Regions from separate parts of the Larimichthys crocea genome. Here region 1 is linked to region 2. Evidence: chromatin contacts called from public Hi-C data. All regions are on one chromosome and are shown on one strand. The core of a region is the stretch at or near the end of the contact, and the rest is flanking DNA. Distances in the headings are between cores, read along the strand shown. Region 1 holds the start of ppp1r3g (protein phosphatase 1 regulatory subunit 3G). Region 2 holds the start of LOC104936032 (coagulation factor XIII A chain).

Region 1 (4,566 bases), core at 330-2,829, 150 kb after region 2:
CGTCACAATTGAACTAATAATGGATACATGCATGCAAAGTGGCACTACAGGAAGGTCCACCAGCCACAGTTTGAGAAACAGTTTCCACTCATAAAGTGTCATCAGAGATGAAACACGAGCGCTGTTCATTTATGAAATCAACTTTTATTTGATGAGATCACAAAAACATTCATCACATCCTCGATTCATTATTAGAATTATTACAATCGGCTGAATTCAAATCAGAGATTTCAAGGTCCACAGCTGGTCTGACTGATTTCAGACTGTTCAGGATTTATCAAACAGGTTTGAAGAGTGTGAAGTCGTTTTGTGTTTCGATCCTTTAAAAATCTCCACAGAGTCACAGCCAGGAAAAATCTGTAGGTTGGTTTTTATTTTGAAAAACTTCCCACATCCGTGAGAGACAGCAGATCCTCTGAGTGTGACAGAGTCCTCTGACCTCCACGTGACCGAATATGAAGAATCAGCAGCTGCATATCAAAGAATTTCCTTCAGCACGTGGATGGAGAGCTTTTACGCGCGGGGCTTTGCGCACCGCTCAGGTGGCGTGGAAGGCGGCGCTGACAAAAGGTGCGGTGCTGGGCATGCAGTGGTACCTGAGGGTGTAGTTCTGCCCCTCGTTGTTGTCCCAGAACTCCCCCTCCACACTCTTCAGGTACACGGCGAAGTGCACGGCCGATGTGGGGTCCATGACGGGCGGCGTGTACACGGTGAAGCTGAACCGCTCTCCCACAAAGCCCGGCTGATCCGCGGCCACGGGCAGAGCCTGCGCGTCCACGTAGGACAGCCAGTCGTTAAAGCTGTACCTCACCCCGACCTCTTTGTGGCTGCAGCCGGTGAGGACCCGGATCTGCCCCCGCACGTCGAACTGCGTGATGGTGACCCTCTCCAGGCAGACGTGGAGCTGCTGGACTCTCCGCTCCACCTCCCGGGGCTCCGGGAAGCAGGACACCAACCGGTCCGTGTATAAGCTGGACTTGAAGCTCTGGCACAGGTCGTTCAGAAAGTCCTGCTGCTGCGGCGGGAAGCTCTTGTGTCTGGACAGAACTTTGCTCGGGATCTGCGGCTCCTCCAGCGAGCTGAAGTGCTTGACGCTGGCCAGGTTCAGGCCCATGGAGTCGGCGAACTTCACCCGCTTCCTCTCGTTGCTCCCGGGGACGCCGTCCAGGAGCGCCGTCGGGTAGGCGGGCAGAGACTGGGCTCTCCTCCTGTCCTTCATAAACCTCTCCAGGTGGGAAGCGTCCACCTCGTCGTCCAGATCTCCCTCCTCATCCTCCTCCTCCTCCTCCAGGCCGTTCTTCATGGACTGCGGCTCGCCCCCGTTGTGGAACTGGAGCGGTGAGCGGGACATTGGTGCCTGGCAGCCAGGCGGCCTGTGTGCTGTAGCTGCAGGCCGGTCCGGAGTCCGCGGGAGTCCCGGTGCGGGGCAGCTTGTATAGATTAGAGACTCCCGCCCCTCCAGAGGACAAGGTGGTGACAACAGAGCGCGTGCAGTCTGCAGCTGCTGTCACAGAAACACGCGCCCCATCACGTAAGAAACGTCACCTTTATACCACCGAGCATGACGTCACAACAACAACAAACAAAAACAAAATAAAATGAACAACATTAATCTTCAGTGGCTTGAGTAAAAGTACCAATAAACAAAGTAAAAATACTCCATTACAAGTAAAACTCCTGCGTCATATTGAAGTAATATTGAACTTCTAACACATGTGCCAATATCTTTATTATACACATGTGCCAATATCATTATTATAACACGTGTGCCAGTATCATTATTATAACACGTGTGCCAATATCATTATTATACACGTGTGCCAATATCATTATTATAACACGTGTGCCAATATCTTTATTATAACATATGTGCCAATATCTTTATTATTACACATGTGCCAGTATCATTATTATAACATATGTGCCAATATCTTTATTATTACACATGTGCCAATATCATTATTAATTACACATGTGCCAATATCATTATTATAATACATGTGCCAATATCTTTATTATAACACATGTGCCATTATCATTATTATTACACATGTGCCAATATCATTATTATTACACAGCATTCAAAAATTTAGTACATATAGTCTGTTTTTTGAAAAGTCACTTTCAAACACTTCCAGCTTGTCTCTACATGACATATGAATAAAGTTATGTAACTATAAATAAGGAGACATTAGACACTTCTACAGGCTCATGTTTCATTGTAACATGAAGACAACATTATAAAAACGTTTCTGAGAATCAAACTGTCTGTTGTTATGTAACACAGCACTGTTTCACCACGTGGCTCCAAAAGTGCGTCACACAGCAGCCAGTGAACAAACTTGTGTGGTCATCACCTCCATCATGCTGATGTCACAAGGAGGAGTTTCCTCATCTCACATTTTTCATCAGCTGCTCACAGAAACTTTAACGTTCTTTTATATTAAATATGATGAGTGAGTGTAAAATACACCAAACTGTGATCTAATGAGCTGACATCAACTCAAGGTCCACTTCCCTCTAGAGCTTTCAATCGTAGTTTGCTTCCTGAACATGACAGTTACAATACAAAACAGTTCAAAATGAGCTCCACCCCCACCACAACCATCCAATGAGATCAGATAGATCAGCGTCAGACAGACAACCTTCTCATACTGAACAGTTACAGAGTGTTTCTGTAGCGTTGACAGAACGTTCCAAGTTTGAATTAACTAAAGCTCGCTGCGCTGTCCCTTTAAGAAATATGACACCTGACATGTAAAGAAACATTCAGTGTCTGAATGATTTGTTTTTTATCTGTTGACGTTTTTGAAGGAAAACTTCAAAATAGGAGACATTATTACATCATGTTGATCAAAGCAGCAACATGCGTTGAAGGCTTTGAGGCTGTAGATGGCAGCATTTCTCCACTGTCTGACCTTCATCTGATTCTTCAGTCTCATGAATCAACATGCAATGACGCTGTTGTCCAAATATAGACGACACACAAACTAAATCAATATCATTTGTTTTTGACTCGTTGTTCATTAAACTGCTCTGATAAGTTGAAGTCATATGTCTGATGAGCCGATGGCCTCGGACAGAGTGAACGCCTTCAACAGCCAAAACAAGTTTCATCATATCAACTGCCCAGAAAAGAAAACTTTATGATGTTTTTATGATTATTTAAATTCTCAGTTTGTGCTGAACTTTCTGCAGGTTGAAGCTGGGTCATTGATTATCAGAATCTAATATTAAAACTCTGTTTTCATTTGTGTGAAAACACCTGAGAAGAAGAATCATTGTTGTTGTTTTGCTTCTACAGTAGCCCAGAGCAGACAAACTAAACACTGGCTCCAGATATGAGCTGTTCTTTTTTTTTTTTCAGCCACCATAGTTTCTCATTTATCAATGCTAGGAAGGAGAGGGTGAATCAAGGGGGTTGCAATCAGCAAGTGCACCGAGAGATGCCTCTAAATTGGACACACTGGACCTTTAAGAGTCAAGAACATGATTGATAAAAGTGAAAAACTAATTTTATGACTTTTAATGATTTTTATTTTTAAAACAAGAAGCTGCACGTGTGTCCAGATCTCAGTCACATCTGCTCTGCAGACATGTAATCTTCTGCCGACAGATTCACGTTTGTTCAAGTTCTGCTGCCTGATGGTTCCCAAAGTGTTTGAACCATCTCCAATCATCTTTGGGTCATTTGGCCAATACTTATAACTAAAGGTGTGATTATATATTTGCAAATGTACCTTGACTTTCACCTGAATTCTCTTCAAACAATAGTTCTGTGTAATTAGACAGGTCGTTTCAAACCTTTGGGTCTGGACTCAAAGCAGTCAGGAGTTGATCAATGACACGATCAAAGATTTTCCTTCAGTCGTTTTTTCTGTGACGTACTGGAAACTTTGAAACCACTTCAGGTCAAAAAAGGTTTAGCTCAGTTTAAATCAGCACAGGTGAGGAGAAATGTGCTGTGAGGTTGATATTCAGGACGGAGGAGTGACCACCTGATCAGTTCCTAATCATTATCGATGATCAGAAGCTAATCTGCTGCAGAAAGCTCAACATGTTTCATACAAACAGCTCCACTCAGAGTTCAAGAAATTTGAGCCTCACACAACGTTTGAACAAAACTTTAACCAAATTATCAAAAGCAGTCATTTTCAATGAAGGCGAATATTTGACATGAATGAATCCAAACACAGCTGGAGATTCGTAGGCTCGCTTCATACATTTTCTTCAAGACATAATCAGTATTTCATGTGGAGCGGTCACATGACGGTGGCATGATTGCATATTTATGAGCTCATTAACATTCAGTTACAAAGATATAAAAAGATACAAACAAATTATACATCCACTGCGTTTCTACAAGATTACAAATCATTAAGATTTTATAAAAACATTGATATTTCAACGACATAAATGACTTCATTAACATAATGCCATGTGATTGGTTAACAGCATGAAATGAATGTTGGGTGTTGTAGTGCAGTGACACGAGAGGCAGCGTACAGTTACTGATCCAACATCCAGCCACTCGTCTGTTCTGCTGCCAATCGAAGCTGCCACTGG
Region 2 (5,126 bases), core at 1,379-3,878:
CAAAGGTCAGCGATACAAAGTAAAGATACAATTATTTAATATTTGACCTGAGGGTGGCGCCAAAAATGTCGCATGACGGTTCAGTTTGTATGACGATCACCACAGAGTCATGTGACTGACTAATTAATACGTCTAATTGGACAATGTTGAATTAAAGTTTTTCCACTCTGTGTTCTCACCATGGCGGACCCTTTCCTGACCAGTTTGATGACGTTGCCCCGGTCGTAGATCGGCATCCGAGACGCATCCAGGATGTAAATACAGGCGTCCAGAACACCACGCTCAAACTGCATGGAGGTAACACATCAGCTTTAGGTTCTTTCTTCGTGACTTGTCACGGTGTCTTTGAATATTTGTGCGTACCTGTCCAAACATCCAGTTGCGTTGTGACACAGCGCCAGCAGAACCCTGATACATAATGCCGACGTCGTTCAGGACGTACTCCCTCCGTCCGGCTTCATCAGGGAAAAACGCGGCGTCCTCTGCACAGATAGAGAGTTGTTAGCTGCTGTTAGCTCATGTTAGCTCAGTTTGTTAGCCAGGCTGCCCGGACTGTGAGCTCAGAGCACCGGGGGAGTGTTAGTGTTTGGACCACAGGAGTTTTGGATCGGGACAGGTGCCGCCGGACAAGAGTAAATCTGAGTCTGACTTTTAGTCGTTGGTGAGAGCTTGCCAGACACAGAACAGGACAGAACCTTTGTCTCAGCCTCTAGGAGGCAGTAGAAGTGTTCGTACCTGGGGCCCAGGCGTTGAACAGCAGGTACAGGTCGGTGTTGGGGTCCCTCTTGGTTCGCTGCAGGCCGGTGCCTGTCACGACGGCCACATAGGTACGAAACTTCCCCACGATGGCGTTGGCTGACGGCGTGACTCCAATCGTCACAGATGCACCTTGCATCTCCTTAATCTGCCCCGACCACGGACCACCCTGACGGGAACTGCAGGTCACCACCACCAGAGAGCCTCTATTGACTGAAGGGTCTGAACCTGGAGGAGGAAGAGGAGGTACAACGAGACACTCAGAGAAATGTAGCTTTAACTTTGTCAGATAGTTTAATTTTGGATTTTATTGAGACGTCGTTGAACATCTGTCAGACGCAGCAGCTGTGTGTGTTTTCTAAACGCAGTGCCATGGGGAGTGTGTGTGTACTAATTAGCCAGCCAAACGAATGCGATGCTGCCTAATGAACTGATAGTCGTCTAATTGTTTGGTGACAGGCGACTGTTTTCATCAGCTAATTGGTTAACGAGGGAGCTTTAACTGTTGGTCTCATGTGGGCGGAGCTGAGGCCACTGAGCGCGCTCCGGAACAGAAATAGACAAATCTGATTATTCTCTGGTTCAAACAGCTGAAACTCAAAGTTCTGACTGACACCGGCCAATGAGAAGTGAGATCAGAATTCAGACTCACCAATCAGGAACTCCAGCTGGAAGTCGTCCTGTGGGGTCAGCGGGCGGCTGAACGTGACGAGCATCACGAACTCCATACCGCGACGGACCACCAGGTTCTGGATGTCGTAGGCGCTCGTGTGGTGGTTCGGTTTGTTTATCTGCTGACACATGTCGACGTGCTGCACCGACAGAGGTGCTGAGTACACCATGTTTTCATGTTAGTGATCATTTCTGGACACAGAAAGATAAAAATCCAAAAAATGAAACATCTTACCGCCCACAGGTGCATGGCTTCTGGGCGTGGCCTGTTCATCAAAGGGTTCAAACTCTGGGAAGTCATTTTCATCACTCATGAGGTTGGAGGTCGGCACCTAAAGACCATTCAAACATAACATTGTTAAATAAGAACAAAGAGCAACTAATGACTGAATTATATTGTTATTCGTACAGTACCGGCTCATTGTAGCGCCCCTTGAATTTGTTTGAGTCGTTGGTTTGAGCAGACATGACGGTGAATCAGGTTTTACTGAGGTCACTGCACAGAAAGAACAAAAATATATTTCAATAAAAACACACAAATCTAAAGACAGATATAAATATAAATAAGACATCATTTAGTTCACTTGGTGGTATATATAATATAAACAACAATATACTAGAAATAAAAGTTATATACACCTTTTAAAAAAATCAATTACTCTACACTAATAATGATTGTGTTGCAGATGTATAAAGCTGGGATTCGAATGAAAAAAACACACTTTCATTGAAAAAAATAATGAACATTTCTTCTCACAGATTGAAAATTAAATGATGTGGAAAACACTATTAAATATAACGCATGTATAAAGGAATGTTCAGAAATACCTGAATATTATAAATTTAAAATAATGTGTGCCTAACATGGGGAATCACAAAAGTCTGACGCACAACAGATTGTTTTGTCTGTTTTCTAATCTTAAGAATTATTTATTCTGAAATATAGTTTTCCCTCTTCCAGACTAAAATAAATATTAAAAACATATTATAAGAAAATATCACACACTGAGAAGAAAACTAAATGTAAGAATAACATTGTAAACGATATGAAATAATCTGCTTTGTATTTAATTCTTTATAACCTGCAGTTTAAAACAAAATAAACAGATTTGAAGAATTCATGCATTAATTAAGAGAGAGAGCGTCTCACCGCTTTGATGAAGAGGAGAAGTTTGTGTCGAGTCTCTGATGATCAGATCAGATCAGACGATGATCAGACCGACTTCAACAGCCGTTTATATACACACACTGCTTCCTCTTTACACACACACACACACACACACACACACACACACACACACAATGTGTGTGTTGTGTAATTTGTTTCCTGCTTTAATATCACTACAGTGATGAAAAATTAATGTAAAAAAACAGAATAAAAACTAAATCTTGCTGTATTAAAAATGATATTAAAAAAATATATTGCACATAAAAGTTTTGCTTTTTTCATTAAAAAAACATTTTGATGATTTTTTTAAAAGTAAAAAAAATAATAATATATTTTTTCAGGGCTACAACAACCGAAAAAAACAAAACAAACAATCATGGGTCATTTTGTTTTTACCTGTCGCTGACAGTACAGGAAAAGTACTCATGTCTTTACTGAATGAAGTACAATTAGTCTAAAAATACTTTACGACTAAACGTCCTGAATTCAAAATCCTAAGGAAGTAAAAGCATAAAGTATTTTTAGCAAAATGTAGAGAAACTAGCAAAAATGAAAGTACTCAAACTGTGGTACAAGTACCACTGGTGGTATCCCAACTCCCTTTGAGTGGTACATCGAGGAGTCTCTAAAATATACTGTATATTATATTTTAATAAATGTAATGTATCTATCTAAGAATATCATTGTTGTATATGATTGTCTTCATGTAAAAAGTAACTTAAAGTGTCAAATTGAAGTAGAAGCTACAATATTTGCCACTATGTAGTAAAATAAACAACACAAAATGGAAATATTCAATTAAAGCACCAGTCACGCCAAATAATTGTACAATTATTTGAGCAAATGTATTCAGTTACTTTCCACCACTGGTGATAGTGTGAGGTAAATCACTTTATCAATCAATCAAATCAGATTTTATTTGTATAGTCCAAAGTCACAAAGTGCATTTCCTCTGAGGTTTTACAATCTACAGGGGTGACCCCTCTGTCCTAGACCCCCTTTATGTGTTTGTTTCGGAAAATAACAATATATACATATTATATTTGATAATTACATTTATAATATATATATATAAAATAATATATATATATATATATATATATATATAAAACACATTTGATGGAATAAAAAACTTTTGAATGAAGCTGGAAGATCTTTAAATCTTTAAATTTGTCGAAACAGAACACACACATTCCTGTTTTTGTCCGTTGTGGGGTCCAGCAGTGTTTCGGTGTCTTCTGAGGACCTCGCTGTCATCTAGAGATTATTAGGAGTGATTGTTGAAGACAGAATATAAATATCACCTCAAATTAACAACTGACCCGATGATGGTGCAGAAAAATGAACTCATACAAAGAGACCGATATAAAAGCTGAAATTTGACATGTTGCTGATAATGACCAGACAAACTAACAAGATAAGTGTGAGGATAAACATGTGCACACACACACACACACACACACACACACACCATCAGAACACGGAAGTGTGTGTGCTGGTGACTTCGACCTCGTGTTGAAACTCTGACCTGATCAACAGTGACATTAAACATTAACCACCGCTGGTTGACTGACCTAAAATACTGAACTTTTGACCAGTTTGGACAAATGTACTCAGTTACAATAACAGTGACTTTTTGTTTACTGATTGTTAATTCAGATGATTTTCAGTGTGTTGACATTTTCCCTCTTTTTGCCCCAAAATGCACCAAAAAATACCAAAATACTTTAAATATGTCAACACAACCAGTGCTGGGATGTGAAACCTTTCAACATAAAACAAAGAGAATCAAATGAATATATTTGCTTCTTAGTTCATCTCCTGAAGTAACCAGGTGACTGTAACACTTTTATTTAGTGCAACAACCTGTTTAACATTTCAGATTTACTAAAAATTATTTTGTCATTTTTAGTTATCACACGACCTTCTGCATATCTACATCCTGTTTAAGTTTATTTTTAATCCGCTCAGATTGTTAATGTAGCACGATTCAGATTACAAAGGTTCTCTCTGAATATTAAAACAAATCATACTGAGGATGTATCTAAAGTTCTGACTCAGTCTGATTCCTGAAAATCTGACTGGGTTAGTCGACAAATCCATAAATCTGTTAGTTTTCTTCTTACACTTTATTAAAGTCGAATCGATCCTTAACTTTCAGATTATGACATAGCGAGAACTTTTCCTGTGACACTCTAATGTGTTTTTACTCATTATTCATATTACAGAGACCTTCAAGACTCTAAAGGTTCTCATCTCATCACATTTGACTGATCAGAGCCGGGTCACTTCTCGTGACGTCGCCTTCATCAGGACCCGTCGACTCTGGATCGACCTGCGCGAGGAGACCAGGCCCGTGAGGTCACCCTGACACGCTGCTGCTGATTGGTCACGTTAACCAACGTTCCACTTCCTGTTTTCCTGAAGAAACGTCTCCAAGAGAAGGACACAAAACAGGAAGTGAAACCAGCGGAGGTCAAGCTGCTCCTCAGAAAACAAACAAAGAAGAAGCCTCCACTTCCTCACAGAG

Evidence for each region. Hi-C and Micro-C count contacts between places; a contact is called where the count stands out from the background.
Region 1: a Hi-C map of muscle shows a contact between it and region 2, with 3 times the contacts expected there. The contact joins the promoter of ppp1r3g here to the promoter of LOC104936032 in region 2. A contact is called at or near these places in 3 of 7 Hi-C or Micro-C datasets (all in muscle).

Annotation. Positions count from the first base shown.
Region 1 is chrXXIII:19,323,740-19,328,305 of L_crocea_2.0, forward strand. ppp1r3g (protein phosphatase 1 regulatory subunit 3G) reads right to left here and starts at 1,580. Exons shown (of 1, transcript XM_010751746.3): 1 at 125-1,580. The coding sequence starts at 1,351. The coding sequence ends at 539. cyb5a (cytochrome b5 type A (microsomal)) reads right to left here. Exons shown (of 5, transcript XM_010751748.3): 5 at 4,109-4,566.
Region 2 is chrXXIII:19,174,518-19,179,643 of L_crocea_2.0, forward strand. It overlaps LOC104936032 (coagulation factor XIII A chain), which reads right to left and starts at 2,629. Exons shown (of 18, transcript XM_010751971.3): 1 at 2,579-2,629; 2 at 1,843-1,924; 3 at 1,664-1,760; 4 at 1,409-1,585; 5 at 736-984; 6 at 364-482; 7 at 180-287. The coding sequence starts at 1,896.